2 separate regions of the Gossypium hirsutum genome follow, and region 2 is linked to region 1. The links are chromatin contacts, called in public Hi-C maps. All regions are on one chromosome and are shown on one strand. Each heading gives the region's core, a stretch centred on a gene start, on an enhancer-like site or on the middle of the called end of the contact. The rest is flanking DNA. Distances are from core to core; before and after follow the strand shown.

The links. A called contact is a pair of places that touch in the nucleus more often than the background predicts.
Region 2: a contact with region 1 is called in a Hi-C map of leaf, with 3 times the contacts expected there. The contact joins the promoter of LOC107888739 here to the enhancer-like site in region 1. A contact is called at or near these places in 10 of 34 Hi-C or Micro-C datasets (callus, hypocotyl, leaf and 1 more).

Annotation. Positions count from the first base shown.
Region 1 is chrA09:13,256,761-13,263,636 of Gossypium_hirsutum_v2.1, reverse strand. No RefSeq gene overlaps it. Among protein-coding and RNA genes, the nearest start is that of LOC107890213, 25 kb to the right of the region's middle. Within about 2 kb of position 3,481, at least 3 of the 9 cell types and tissues checked have an H3K27ac peak or open chromatin away from gene starts, as enhancers often do. A contact at or near this core is called in hypocotyl and leaf, where this site is marked.
Region 2 is chrA09:13,299,003-13,305,677 of Gossypium_hirsutum_v2.1, reverse strand. It overlaps LOC107888739, which reads right to left and starts at 3,824. Exons shown (of 1, transcript XM_016812925.2): 1 at 2,730-3,824. The coding sequence starts at 3,524. The coding sequence ends at 2,895. It overlaps LOC107890214 (zinc finger CCCH domain-containing protein 43), which reads right to left. Exons shown (of 8, transcript XM_041077549.1): 6 at 6,330-6,632; 7 at 5,679-5,921; 8 at 5,159-5,513. The coding sequence ends at 5,424. LOC107888741 (protein FAR1-RELATED SEQUENCE 12) reads right to left here and starts at 944. Exons shown (of 2, transcript XM_016812928.2): 1 at 664-944; 2 at 1-58.

The DNA.
Region 1 (6,876 bases), core at 2,232-4,731:
ATTGATTTTTAGGATCTAATTGTGAAAATGTTTGGAATTAAAGTCTAGTGCTGAAATTCTAATTCCCAAAGGTTATAACGTAATTTAAAGTGATAGAATAAAGTGTTAATTGAGAAAAATCAGCTCAATTGAGAGGCTAATTGAGTAGGGACGAAATTATTATTTATTAAAAGTTTAGGGAAAAAATGATAATAAACATCTTGCACTAAAACAGTTTTAGACAGCAGCAGTAAGCTAAATTTGAAAAATCACCATAAATTTTAGAAATCGAATTAGAAGATGAAAAAAATATGGAATTAAATCTTATTGAGTCTAGTTTCTCATAGAAGAAACGGTGTAAGCAATAGAATTGTAAATCATGGGATATAATAAATTTTGTAAGACAAGGTCAGAATGAATTCGGGTTCCCCTATTCTGATTTTGAAAAATCATAAAAAATTTAATAACAATAATTAGGGGCTTAAATTTATATTTTTAGAATCCTGAATGAGTCTATTTTCAAGAGAAACAAACGGGAACATCATTCAAATCCTGTACGAGGAGATAATTAATTTTTAGTGAAGAAGAGTCGGAACTGTCAGACAGCAGAATAGGGGTGACTTTAAAGAATAAACTGTACCCATTGGTTAAACCAAAAATTATGAAAATTTTATGGAAAGAAGATACATGAGCCTAGTTTTAGGAAAAATTAGCGGATCTTAATTTGGAGTTCTTTAGCTTAAGATAAAAATAATTTAGTGACTATGACACGGATGGATAGCTTGAATATTCACATAAGTAAATAGTGAAAATTATGGATAATGTTATTTACAAGTGTATTATTTATACTAAGGATGTGGATGGAGAGGAGGAGGAGGAAAATATACATATATATATGAATGACTTGTGTATGAATTGATCACATGCCCGATTATAATCGATAAATATTGAATTAGAAATGATATAATGTTTTATTTGGAATATTTATTATGAAATTATGATTATCGCTATAATACAGAAATTGAACTTGTGAGTTTATATAACTAAATTTTAGTGATCATTTGTTAATATTATTAAATTTCAATATTATTTTATGAATGGTGATTAATATTTATGTATGTTAATTGTTGAAAATAAGTAAATTATGTACAAAACTTATGAAATTGAACTGAGTATTTTGGAGGAACGGAACGCAAGAAATGAGTACGATCTTTCAGTGAAAAAGATGAATTGACTTAAATTACCCAAGTAAATCGAGATTCAGCATTTGTTGCGAATTCTCGTGTTTGCTTTCCGTTTAGCTCTTACGAGCTTTCGTTAACTCATATGAGTTTCAGTTAACCCTTTTTGGGGTTTCAGTTCAGCTCTGATGGGCTTCAGTTAGCCTTCGGGCTTCCGTTTAACACTTGTGTGCTTCAGTTAGCCTTCGGGCTTCCGTTTAGCACTTATGTACTTCAGCTAGACTTCGGGCTTCAGATCACGATGTACTCAAATCCATAAGCCGTTCCTTGAATGGACAAGTTGGTAAGTCGTAAATGTAACGTGTGGAAAAAGAAATGTAAGTAATGTTATTATTATTATTATTGAGCTCAATTATGTGATTTCGTCATTCAGAGATTGTGTTTGATAGGATATGTTAGTAAATTATGAGTATGTGAATCAAAGTGACAGAATTTAAACACCTAATGAGGTTGAGCTCATTCACATGAATTTGTCATTTGAAATTGTGATTGACAGGAAGAAACAGTGAATTGCATGCTTATGAATGGTTACACATAATTATCTGAAAAACAAGAAAAATGACGGTTATTGATATATGGAGACATGAGACATTGATATATGAATGTGGAATATGTTTGATAAATGTGTTCATTCATAATTATGGAATTATGTACCTCATGTGTGCTATTTGCATAAAGATTATATTTCAAATAATTTGGTGAATAAAGGTTAAATATGAAATAGTATGAAATCGAGACAAGTTGTTATGAAAATATATTTAAATTATCTGTAAGTGTTTCGTACTCCTAGGTAATGCCTCATACTCTATTCCGGCGACAGATACGACTAGGGGGTGTTACAAGAAAAAAAGAATAAATATATCTATGTTACGCATGGCATGCTGCCACATTAAAAACCTTACTACAAAAACCTAATGGGAAAATCCTTGACTAGGAGAAAAAGAGTACAACGCGCATTTATGTTGGAAAAATCAGTTTAGAAAACAATGCCTCTAAGCACGAAAGAAGTTTGAAATTTTTCTTTGAAAACGAGCCGTTGTGTTATTTATAGAAATAAACTTAACTAAAATTATACTCGTGTTTTGTACGAGGAGGTGTAAAGTCGATCTCGACTTTCTACCGAATGGTTTTCTCCAATATTCTCGAACCACAAATTTATCAAACCAATCGCATGGAATGAAAAAAATTATTAACTTTCATTAGGAAAGTTAATTCTCTCTATAACCAGAAGCGTGCAAATTTTTTCTAAAAAAAATAGATTTATAAATGTTCACTATTTTTTTGTCAAAATAATGTATATGAAATGTGTAAATAGTTCAAAACATAGTTTCTATTTATAGAAAATTAATACAAGAATTCTATTAGAATAAAACTAAATTAAATAATATTTTGATATAAAATACAACTGCTGCTCTAAATAGAATGCTAAGGGGTAGCAGCACACTCTTATGTACATAAAAATTGATATTAAAACTTATGATTCTAAATAGACAAATGAACAAGGGAATATATGACTTGCATAATGTACTAATGGCCATAACTGGAACTCACATGTGAATATGTTAGAAAGCTAAGGCCAAAAAGGAAATAAAGTTTGGATTAAACAATATTGGTACCCGTAATAAGAGTTTCGAACATGAATTTGAGAATGACTAATAGATTATTAATAGGTAAACTGAGCCTTTAAAATTTGGTAATAAGGATTAAATTTGTTTGCAACCTTAAAATTCGATGAGTACATTATGTAATAGACATGACTAAAGTGTTCTTCAACATTAATAATAGGATAGGATAAGTAGGGTTATATTTGAGTATTTATCGAGTTCACGTATTAATTATTTTAAATGAATAGATTTTGAATTTTTTCAAGAATATAATATTTTTAACTTGGGAGCATCACATTGTGATTTGAGTTTAAGATTGTAGTTCCTTAATTTAGTTTTAATTAACTTTGAATCTTGGCATGTAAATTGGAATAGAATTTGTAAGGTTATTTGTAAATTTCAAACTCATTTAACAACTCTTTATAAGCTTTTGTTTCGTTGTTCACTTGGAACGCATTTAAGGCTTGTATTTAAAGTCTTTATGAGTTTAGGAATCGTGTTATAATGATTTGATAGTTTATGGATATGACATAGATGAGTATGGGCATGATTTTAAGTACTTTTAGCTTAATTTTTAGTTTCAAGGGCCCAGAGTCCAGTACCCTAACAATAAGTATTGGATCGTAACAAGTTAGTAGCTAAAATACTACAGTTCTAGGCTTGGGTCCTGATACCTAGCCTTTGGACAAGCCCCTTTGCACTGTTTTAGTCGTTTTGAGCTCTCCGATTGCCTGTGGAAAGTTTTTAGACGATTCGAAGATTATTTTAAGGCATTCAAAATGATTTGTATCATATTTTATGATTTTATTTAAATTGTTCTTAATTTTACGTTATAATAAATTTCCCATTTTCCTCAATCTGGATGACCTCATTTTAACCCAAAGAACATCGTACACTTGTTTTATGATTGGGAAAAGTTCCTATTGATATTTGATGGCCCAAATCGGTTTTTAATCATATTGAATTTTTCAAAACTTGGTTAATTTGTTTTAAGGAATACTAATATATTGTGAAACAAATATAAAAGAAAATTATTGATTTAAGTTTGAAAGTGCAGCTCCCACGTGTACTTTATGTCAAGACGGGTGAGAGGTTTTATAAATGAAGAGTGAATTATGTATTTTGTTATCAACCAGGGTATTTATAATATTTTTCTAAAGTCTATTTATAGACATAAATATAAATAATATAAAATTCTATTTCTAATAAACATTAGAATCCTAAAATACATCAAATTTCTTATCCTAATGTACATCACTCATATTACTATTTGTTAATTAAAAATTTGACAATTATAATTAAAGTACTACATTTTCAAAGAAAAATTTAAAACTATTTATCTTTACAAATATGTTTTCAAATTTTTTTCCAAGAAAATTTTAAAATTTAAAAACTATATAAACAAGTATTTGAAAGATTATAAAAATAATTATATTGTGTGTTAATTTTAAGCGGTTCTATATATTATTTAAACAAAAATTATGTTTCAAAAATTTAAGCTAATATTTATTTAAAATTATATTTTTAAAATTATAAAATAATTAAATATATTTTAATTGATATACATAATCAATCAATCGTGAATCATATGAACATGCAAATTAGTATTTATCTATAACCATATATAAAACTAGTATACATAGATTTATTGTAGATGTAAGGACTTGGGCTTTTGACACCTGGCCTCTTCTTTTTCTTTGGGTTATGGGTTGTGGGAGGTTAGGGTGGGGAAAGAAACAGGAGAGAAAGAAGAGAAAGAAAGAAAAAGAAAATTGAAAAGAAAAAATTTGTGTTATTTTCAAATATGTTTAAAATATTATAAATTTATTATTTTAAATATATATTATGCATTAATAATTTATATTTTTTGTCCTAATCATTCCATTCATATTTTTTATTTTATTTTATATATTACTTTGTAATTATTTATCTTATATTATATTTATATCATGCATTAATTATTTAATTTTGAGTTTAGTATACCATCATGATTCAATTTGAAGAAAAAATATATGTTTGTGTTCATGATCTATAATGATTTTATTTTTAATTATTTAAGTAATTTATCTTAGTAATAAATTATTTTAATTTTAAAACTAAAATTTTGTTTAAATGGATTAGTGCATGCATTCAACATCATGTCATGTTTTAACTCTATCACAATAATTTTTGTAGACAGATTTTTGAATTTTTAAATTAATATAATGGTTTAATTGCAGTTTAACTCCCCTAAGATGGTAAAATTAAGTTTAATCTTTTAATTTTTTAAAAATAATATATTAATATAATAATAAAATTATACTTTTAACTCCTTAAAAATATAATTTAATTTTCCCCTAAAATAAATTCTTGGCTGTCACTGTTGGTTACATTGAACCTTTGTCAATCCCAAATTATGTCATATTTTGCATAAGGCTTAACTACAAAGTTAGCACTCAAACTATACAACTTTTCTTACTTAACTAGTTAAAGTTTTTTTTTTTGTTTTTTTAGTCAAGAAGGGTATTTTAACCATTAATTTCGTCTCATTCTATCTAAAAACATATCACACCTAATAAAAATATGACACACATCACACTCTTAAATTAAAATGAGACAAAACAAATAATTTAGGTGCCATTATTGACCAAAAAGAAGTTTAGATTCCTACGTAAAGGTAGTATAATTTGAGGCTCAATTTTACATTTAAACCTTTGCATAATGTATTAATTTTAAATTATATACATAAAATACTAAAATATAAAATATTTAAACAAGACATATTTATATATTTCCTTAAAAAAAGCCTTATTTAATAAAATTAAATTAATTTTTGTAATTAATTATTTAAATCCCAATTTAGTGGGAGTATAAAATCTACTTTAGGTTTTATTTAGTAGAGTAGAAAAAAATTTGAAAAGATCGAAAACTTGAAAAGGTAAAAAAATAGAAAGATGAAAAATATAAATTTTCTCTTCATAGGTGTGCTTGATAGAAAAGATAGAAAAATTATTCATTAATAGAGTTAAAAAAATGAAAGGAAAAAAATTAAAATATTTGAAAAACACATAATTTTGAATTGACATACATCTCTCTCTCATTTCATCATTCCGGTATAGAAGAATTAGTTTTTATGTATTAAGATGAAAAATAATCAACTCTCCTACTTTTTTTTCTTACCAAATAAATTTAAAATTTATTAATTTTTTTACTTTTTAACCCCTCTTTCCATCCTTCCGCTTTTCTACTCAACCAAATACATTTTAAAAGGATTATAATTCTGATCAAAATCCAAATATGGTTCGAATAAGGTCGTCGGCTAAGAAAAGACTTTAAAAAGATGAAAGCTCTTGCAGTTAGAGGTTAATTTGATTCTCTTGGTGTTGTCTCTTGAACTCTTTCTTCATTGGCGCAAGATGAGATGGGAAGAGACCAACCAGCATAGAATTCGGGTTAGGTATAGGCGAAAAAAGCCTAGGCTTTGTCTCATTAATGGGCTCTCAAAAGGGGCAATTAGAAAAGCATTTAGCCCAAGCCTGATCATGCAAATCCACTGTAAAGGTACCCAAAGAAATGGAGCCCATAGCATTTCCATAGGGTAATTTGCAGTTCAGACTACTTAATTTAACATCAAATTTCATATATACTTTTTAATTTTATTGTTGGTTGAAATTCTATTATTGAAAAATGCGATCGTATGTATATATTAACTTCTATTATTATATAGTATGCATGCGTATTTTTCTTTAATATTCTTTCCTCGTATCAAAAATTCGAATTTATGTTGTTTGTTTGAATGCATAATGTGTTTTTTTCATACACTTAGCATTTGTTGATATAATATATATGTATGCATGCTAAGGTAACTTTAGCTTTAAAATTATTTAACGAAGTTAGCATAAATGATTTAATTTGTTAATTATACAAGTTCGAAGATATAGTTTGATGAAGTTAAAATCTTACTATATATTTATATAAAACTTTATATGTTAAAAGTTGATAACCTATAAATTGCCCTTTATACATACATACATACATACATACATACATACATACATACATACATACATACA
Region 2 (6,675 bases), core at 2,575-5,074, 42 kb before region 1:
GTGAAGCTCGTTTTGAAATTCTGAATTCTTTCCATGTGTTAGTATGTCATGGCCACTCCTATCCATTGACATTCAGCTAATGAGGGGAATAAAAAAGAGTGGAATTAAGAACATGTAGCAGCAAATGGATACATATAGCATCAAAAAACAAGAAGTTATATTAAAACCAGCTCTTCTATTATCAATTTAACATAAATTTACACACATTCAATATTAATTTCACATAACCCAATTTCAATAAACCGCTCCCCAATAACTTGAAACTTAACAAAATCAATTATCCTACAAAATTAAATATCAAAAGCTATATCCACATGCATGCTTACATGCATATATCATACCAGGAACGTATATAAATATAGATACATAAATACATGTAAAAGCAAAAGTGATACATATACAATTAACTTTTTTTTTTATGAATGAAGTTTAACAAACCAATGAGCAAATTGCAGTCTAAATTACTCAAAGCTCTTAGCAAGAATCCATAAACCAGAAACTAAAAGAGCGAAAAAGAAGTCCAAATATTAAAAAATTACTAAATTACATTCAAAATGCATCAATAAAATCAAACTTTAATCATCAATACTTGCTTGGGTATGGATTCTTTTATTTCAAAAGAATCCCAACTGAATACAGAAGAAGAGAGTAACAGGAAATTACAGTGACAAGAGAAGGTGCAAAACAGAGTGATACGCAATCAAGAGATCAACGGCTGAGATTCGCTGATGATTAGAAGAAATGGCGGGAGAGATTATGAAGTTAAAAAAGAGAGCTTTGTACAGATTGAGTGAGGAATTGGCAGAATTGTAGAGATTAGGTTTTTTTTTTTTTTTTTTTCCTTTGCTACTTCTTTCGGGCTGTTCGGTTACTGGAATAATAGTAGGCAAAAGAAAAGTAAATACTGCAGGAGAGAAAGAAGATTTAATCGATCCACATGGCAACACTGTTGAGATGCCTGCCTTTAATTCGCTATTTAAAATGACTTTAGAAGTAGATTTGTTCAGGACTAAGTTGGAATTATGAAATCGTCATTATTGAGAGGTTTTATTTTAATATCATTTTTATTCGAATAAAATTGTAAAACATATTATAACACATATAATTATAAAACAAAATGTTAAGAGTAATTTATTTTCTCTAGTGATTAATTTTTATTTTAAAAGAAAATGTTTTTGGAGAAATTAAATTTGAATTATTTATATACATTAACAATGTTTGTTTTACTATTCATATTCAAGATTTATTATTATCTCTTCTAATAATATGATTTCTAATAGTTAACTTTGTATTCTTTTCATGAGAGTGTAATATGTTTTATTATTACATCTAACATTTTGTGGGAAGATACTATTGCATCTAACACTTATCGACAATTTTTTTTTAAAAAATTACAAGAATAATTTAAAAACTCTAATTTTTTTATTTTTAAGCGAAAATATTTAATATACTGTCAATAGAATTTTTAAACTTTATATTATTAGGGGTTGAAAATGTATTATAGGAATATAATAAATTATTAAAAATTTTATTTGTGAAATTTGAAAATTTTATCATTAATGAATGAGGTCTTCGATTGGTTAACACAAGTAGAGGTATTGGGTTCTAAGTACCTAAGTTCGTGACTTATCATACACAATTATATGTGTGGATCTTCACAGGGGCGGAGTTAGAATATTTTGATTGTGATGTTAAATTTTGAAAACTTAAAATGTTTAAAAATTCATAAAAATTAATACATAACAAGATTAAATGTAAGAATATTACAAAACTATTTAAATAGTAACTAAATAAAATCAAAGGCATAATGATTTATTTGTCCTCCAATTTTACAAAAAAATCATTTGTCTCCCATTTAATTTTTGGCCTTTTTGAGACCTTAAACTTGTATTTTTTTTGTCAAATTACCCCAAAATGAATAAAAAAGTCAATGTTTTTAAACTTTTTTGACGTGACATACACATGGTTTACATGTCAGTATTTAATTAATTTTTAAAAATTAAAAATATTTAAAAAGTATAAAAATTTTAAAATATTTAAAAAATTAATTAATTAATTACTAATGTATCATTCACGTGGAAATACGCATGTATGCACGTTAGCGAAGTTAACAAATATTAACTTTTTCATCCATTTTATGGTAATTTGACAAAAACACAATTTTAAGCGTTAAAAATACAAAAAATTAAATGAAGTACTAAAATAAATTTTTGTAAGTTAGAGGACAATTATGCCTAAATCTAATTCCTATATACAAAACATTTTTATAAAACGAATTATATTATTAATATTAGATTAATAGTGATTTATAAAAGCTAAAATATAAAAAAAATTATCATCAGCAGTTACAGGATAAATTGTAATTCCTTTCACAACAATAAAAGTTACTAAGTACTTTTTAGTGTCATGAAAATACAATATGTAAAATACGATATGAACACAAACACAAAATGCACAAAATTACACAAGTAACAATAATTTTTAAACAAGAATATTAATTTTTAATCTATATTCAAGAAATACGAGATTAAGCAGACAATTAATCTTAATTTTTTTAAAAGATTTGTATTAATATTGTCTAAAAAATATAAATTAATTAAAATATTTATACTGTATTTGTTAATTTTAGGGAAAAAGAAGAGCATAAAGGGATGAAGTTGGTATAATAATTTTTTATATATTGTTATGTGAAAAGTTGAATGTTGATTAGAATCAATATTCCAAAGAGATAAGATTAAATAAGTAATATATTTAGATTGGAAATACAACTCAAATGGTTTGAGAAGTAACACACATTTAGTATTAAATTATGACCCAACCCACAATCCAAATTCAACCAAATTTACAAATATTCAAACCCAAACATAATTAATAAAAGAAATAGAAATTGATCATCAATCATCCCCAACTAAACACCAACCTCCTCCTTCCAAATCTTGATCCAAAACAAATCTCACATCATCATCATCAACATGAACACCATCACTCTTCACATCATCATCATCATCCTTATTATGGTCAACAATAATATTTTCTTCAGTCTCACCTTTACAGTGTTCCATTTCTCCCAAGGGTTCTTGAGAATTCACCTTGAACCCATCATCAACTACACATTCATCATCATCATCATCATCATCATCATCATCATAGTGATTAGACAAATGGTCCAAAATCCTTGAAGCTGAAAACTCAGAATCTTTCAAACCATGCCTCCCATCAACAACTCTCCAAGTGATCAATCTATAGCTAGTGACCATCTCCCTTGACCTCAACTTATGACTGCCCTTACTCTTATCTTTGGACTTACAAGCAGGATGCATGTGACACCCTAAGCACCGTGGTCTACCGCATCGTCCCGTAAACTTGGAATGATTAGTCGGCTTCAGCGGCACCTTGGTGAATAATCCGGCGGTTGGGGGCGAATCGAATTGTTGAACAAAACGAGATTCAGGGTTGGGGTTCCATGGAGAGGGGAGGATCCCGTAGGTCCTAACCATACCATGCTGACGGCCTTCCCTCTTCATTTTTGGCTAAAAGGAAAGATAATTGATGGGGGATAAGATAAGAAGAAAGGCTTGGATTTTGACCCTTTTTTTATGTTTCTTTTATAATAGGGACATGCTTTGGCAGCAAGCAGCTTTTTCCTTTATTTTTTTTTTCTTCGTACGTGTGGAGCAAGCTTAAAACAACAATGTTAAGTAACAGCTCACTTTAGGGAATAAGACAGGTATGTTTGAAAAGTTAATGAAAGTTTAATTATATTCTCTTAAAATTATAAAAATTTGTAATTTTTTAGACATATTTAATTGATATAGTGTAATTATATCGTAATTTTTATGTCATATTTGGTAGTATAAATTATAATAACACAATTATATAATATATATATTTTAAAATATATTAATAAATATAAAAATTATTATTATGATAAAATAATTTCTAAACAAGTAATAAAAATTAAAATCAAATCATCATATGTATTAAATTAGTTTGAAAAAATAGTTGATAGCACAATTACTAATAAAAATAGTAAAAAAAAATCATATGTAATTTTATCTAATTGCTATAGTGCATGCTTGTTGGATTATTCACTCTTTAATATTTAACATATGCTTTTTATCATTTGTTGGTCTTTGCCTGAGTTTATAATTATTTGAATTTAAATCTATATCATTAATATTATCAAGATCTCCTTCTTCCATGTACTTTACAAAGTATGGATCATCTCAATTCCACCTATGATTGAAGTCATGAAATATTTAATATGTCAGTAAGATCCAACTTTTTATTATGCTATACTAATGTGAAGTTGTTAATATAAAAATGATTTTTTAAAACAACAAATGTATTCTCAATTACATTTTGAAGCATTGGATGTTTAAAATTAAAGAGTTCATAAGTTATCTATAGTGCTTGTGTCTAGCACTATTCTATCATATTGTATCTTTTATAATATTTAATTCCACAATCTAAATAATCTATAGCTTCAATTATAAAATTTTGATTTAGAGAATAACTTAAGTTAAATTTTTTTATAATATGTAAATTAAATAAAAATAATAATATAAAATTCATAATACATAACCTTCATAAAAAAAAGTTTTGTATATTAACCAACACCTTCCTAACATTTCTTATAAATAATATATAATATTATCATAACTTTAAAAAAAAATTATAAATAAGAACCCTATAACATTTTTTTATGAATAAATATATTCTTATGTCGATATTTGGCCATAACAATTTATAAACAAATATATTATAGCACTAATGTAAAAATGTATATAATAATTTTACTCAATAACTTTGAAAAATTTTATGATTTAAATAATATAATTTTTTATTATAATTTTATAAAATAACACATTATTTTTATAATATCATTTTTTTAATATTTATAATATTTTTTCCTTATAACCACTAATATGTGCTCATACTTATAATATAATTTTTATAACATTTATAAAAATATTTTTTTAAAATTAATTTTGAATTTAATTTCCTACATAATTACCCCTACGAAGTAATCTAATTACGCCCAATTTGATGGAGCCACCAATTATACTGATTATCTAACCATGTCACTTTGTGTAATCCAATTTCTAAGTGACTTTCTAAACACTACTTAAATATTGAGGTATAATTTAAGAGCCAATTCACTAATAAAGCCCTATGATTTATTATATTCTTTATTCCATTCGACCCAATCAAACTGCTGTTATATAGATTCCATCACATTACACCTCTATTTCATTTCCACAAAATAACATTCAATTACAAATCTAACCAAACATGTCATGAGGAGCTGCTGCATAAAAAGCCAAATATACCAAAGTCCACTACTTTAATCCTTTCAAGTTAGCATGGAACCATGGAAGCCTAATGGAGACTAAGGAATAGAGTCAACCGTGACAGTTCCATTAGAAGAGATTCTCTGGATGGTGAAAATAACAGATGCTTCCATACTTGCAGATCCCAGATTTTTCATAGTTCCAACATATTCTTCTATCCTGCACAGCAGTATACTATGATAGGTAAACAAATTATCCAAAAGGATGCACCAATGTGATTGATTTTGCTGATTTTTCAAAGCAGTTATCAACCCGGAATAATTCATTCCCATTGCTCAAAAAAATTCTCTCTTTCTATATGAATGGAAAATGATGGGAACTTACAGGTCTTAGAGGCAAGCCTGCATTGCTGAGGATAGGCTTTGGAAGCCGAGTCTTGGGATGATGAAACTTGCAGGCGGATTTATACTTGCAAGATCCAGTTTTCATAAAGTAAGGACATTCAGGTTCCCCAGGTCGTTCAGGGAATTCATGAACTTGAATTTGCTCTTGATGAAGTTCGGAGATATCCACAGTCTTAATTGCTTTGTCTATTGAAGGAGCTAAATACGGATCACTTGTTTTTTCCTGCATACTAATGGTCAAAGTAAGTAACAAAAGACCTTCTATAAGAAAACTAACACAAACAAAGTTTCATGATAACAGCAGAACTCATTAATAGAATCGACCAACAATGGCTGGCTAATGCCAAGCACGAGTTGTGCACAGTGCAAACTGAAGAAACTTAAAACTTCATAAATCAAGTAAATGGCATAGGCTCCACGGTTCCCAATTCATGGCACGTAGCCGATTCTAACATTTATACTATTTATAGAAGCCTTAACTATCATATTCCATCCATTTTCAGTATAAAGTTCTTATGAATCGTATCATATTTTCCTGGGAAGTTCGAAAACCAAAATTTCTTGAAAGAAAGCTAGATAAAACAGCAATGGATAAAAACACATTGGTTGACTAAAGTGAGAGACAGGCTACCTGATGTCCACTCCATTCAGAATTTGCATGCACCCCGTGAGCATACGCTGAATTCTGATTCAAGCATTTAAGATGCTCATTTGACATCATATTCAAAGACAACGAAGGGGCAGTTGGTTCAGTTGATGGCAAAGCATCAGATCCACCATTATAATTCCCTGGAGAATGGTCTCCAGAACCAGAAGGGTCCGAGCGGAAAGTGCTGGATCCTTCAGCAGCAGTAGGGTCCGGATGGTTAAACCTACAGCTAGATCCATACGTACAAGAACCATTACGCATATAGTACGGACACTCTTTCTCCAGCTGAAAGGAACATAGAATTAGCTCATATTGTGCACCGGGAGAA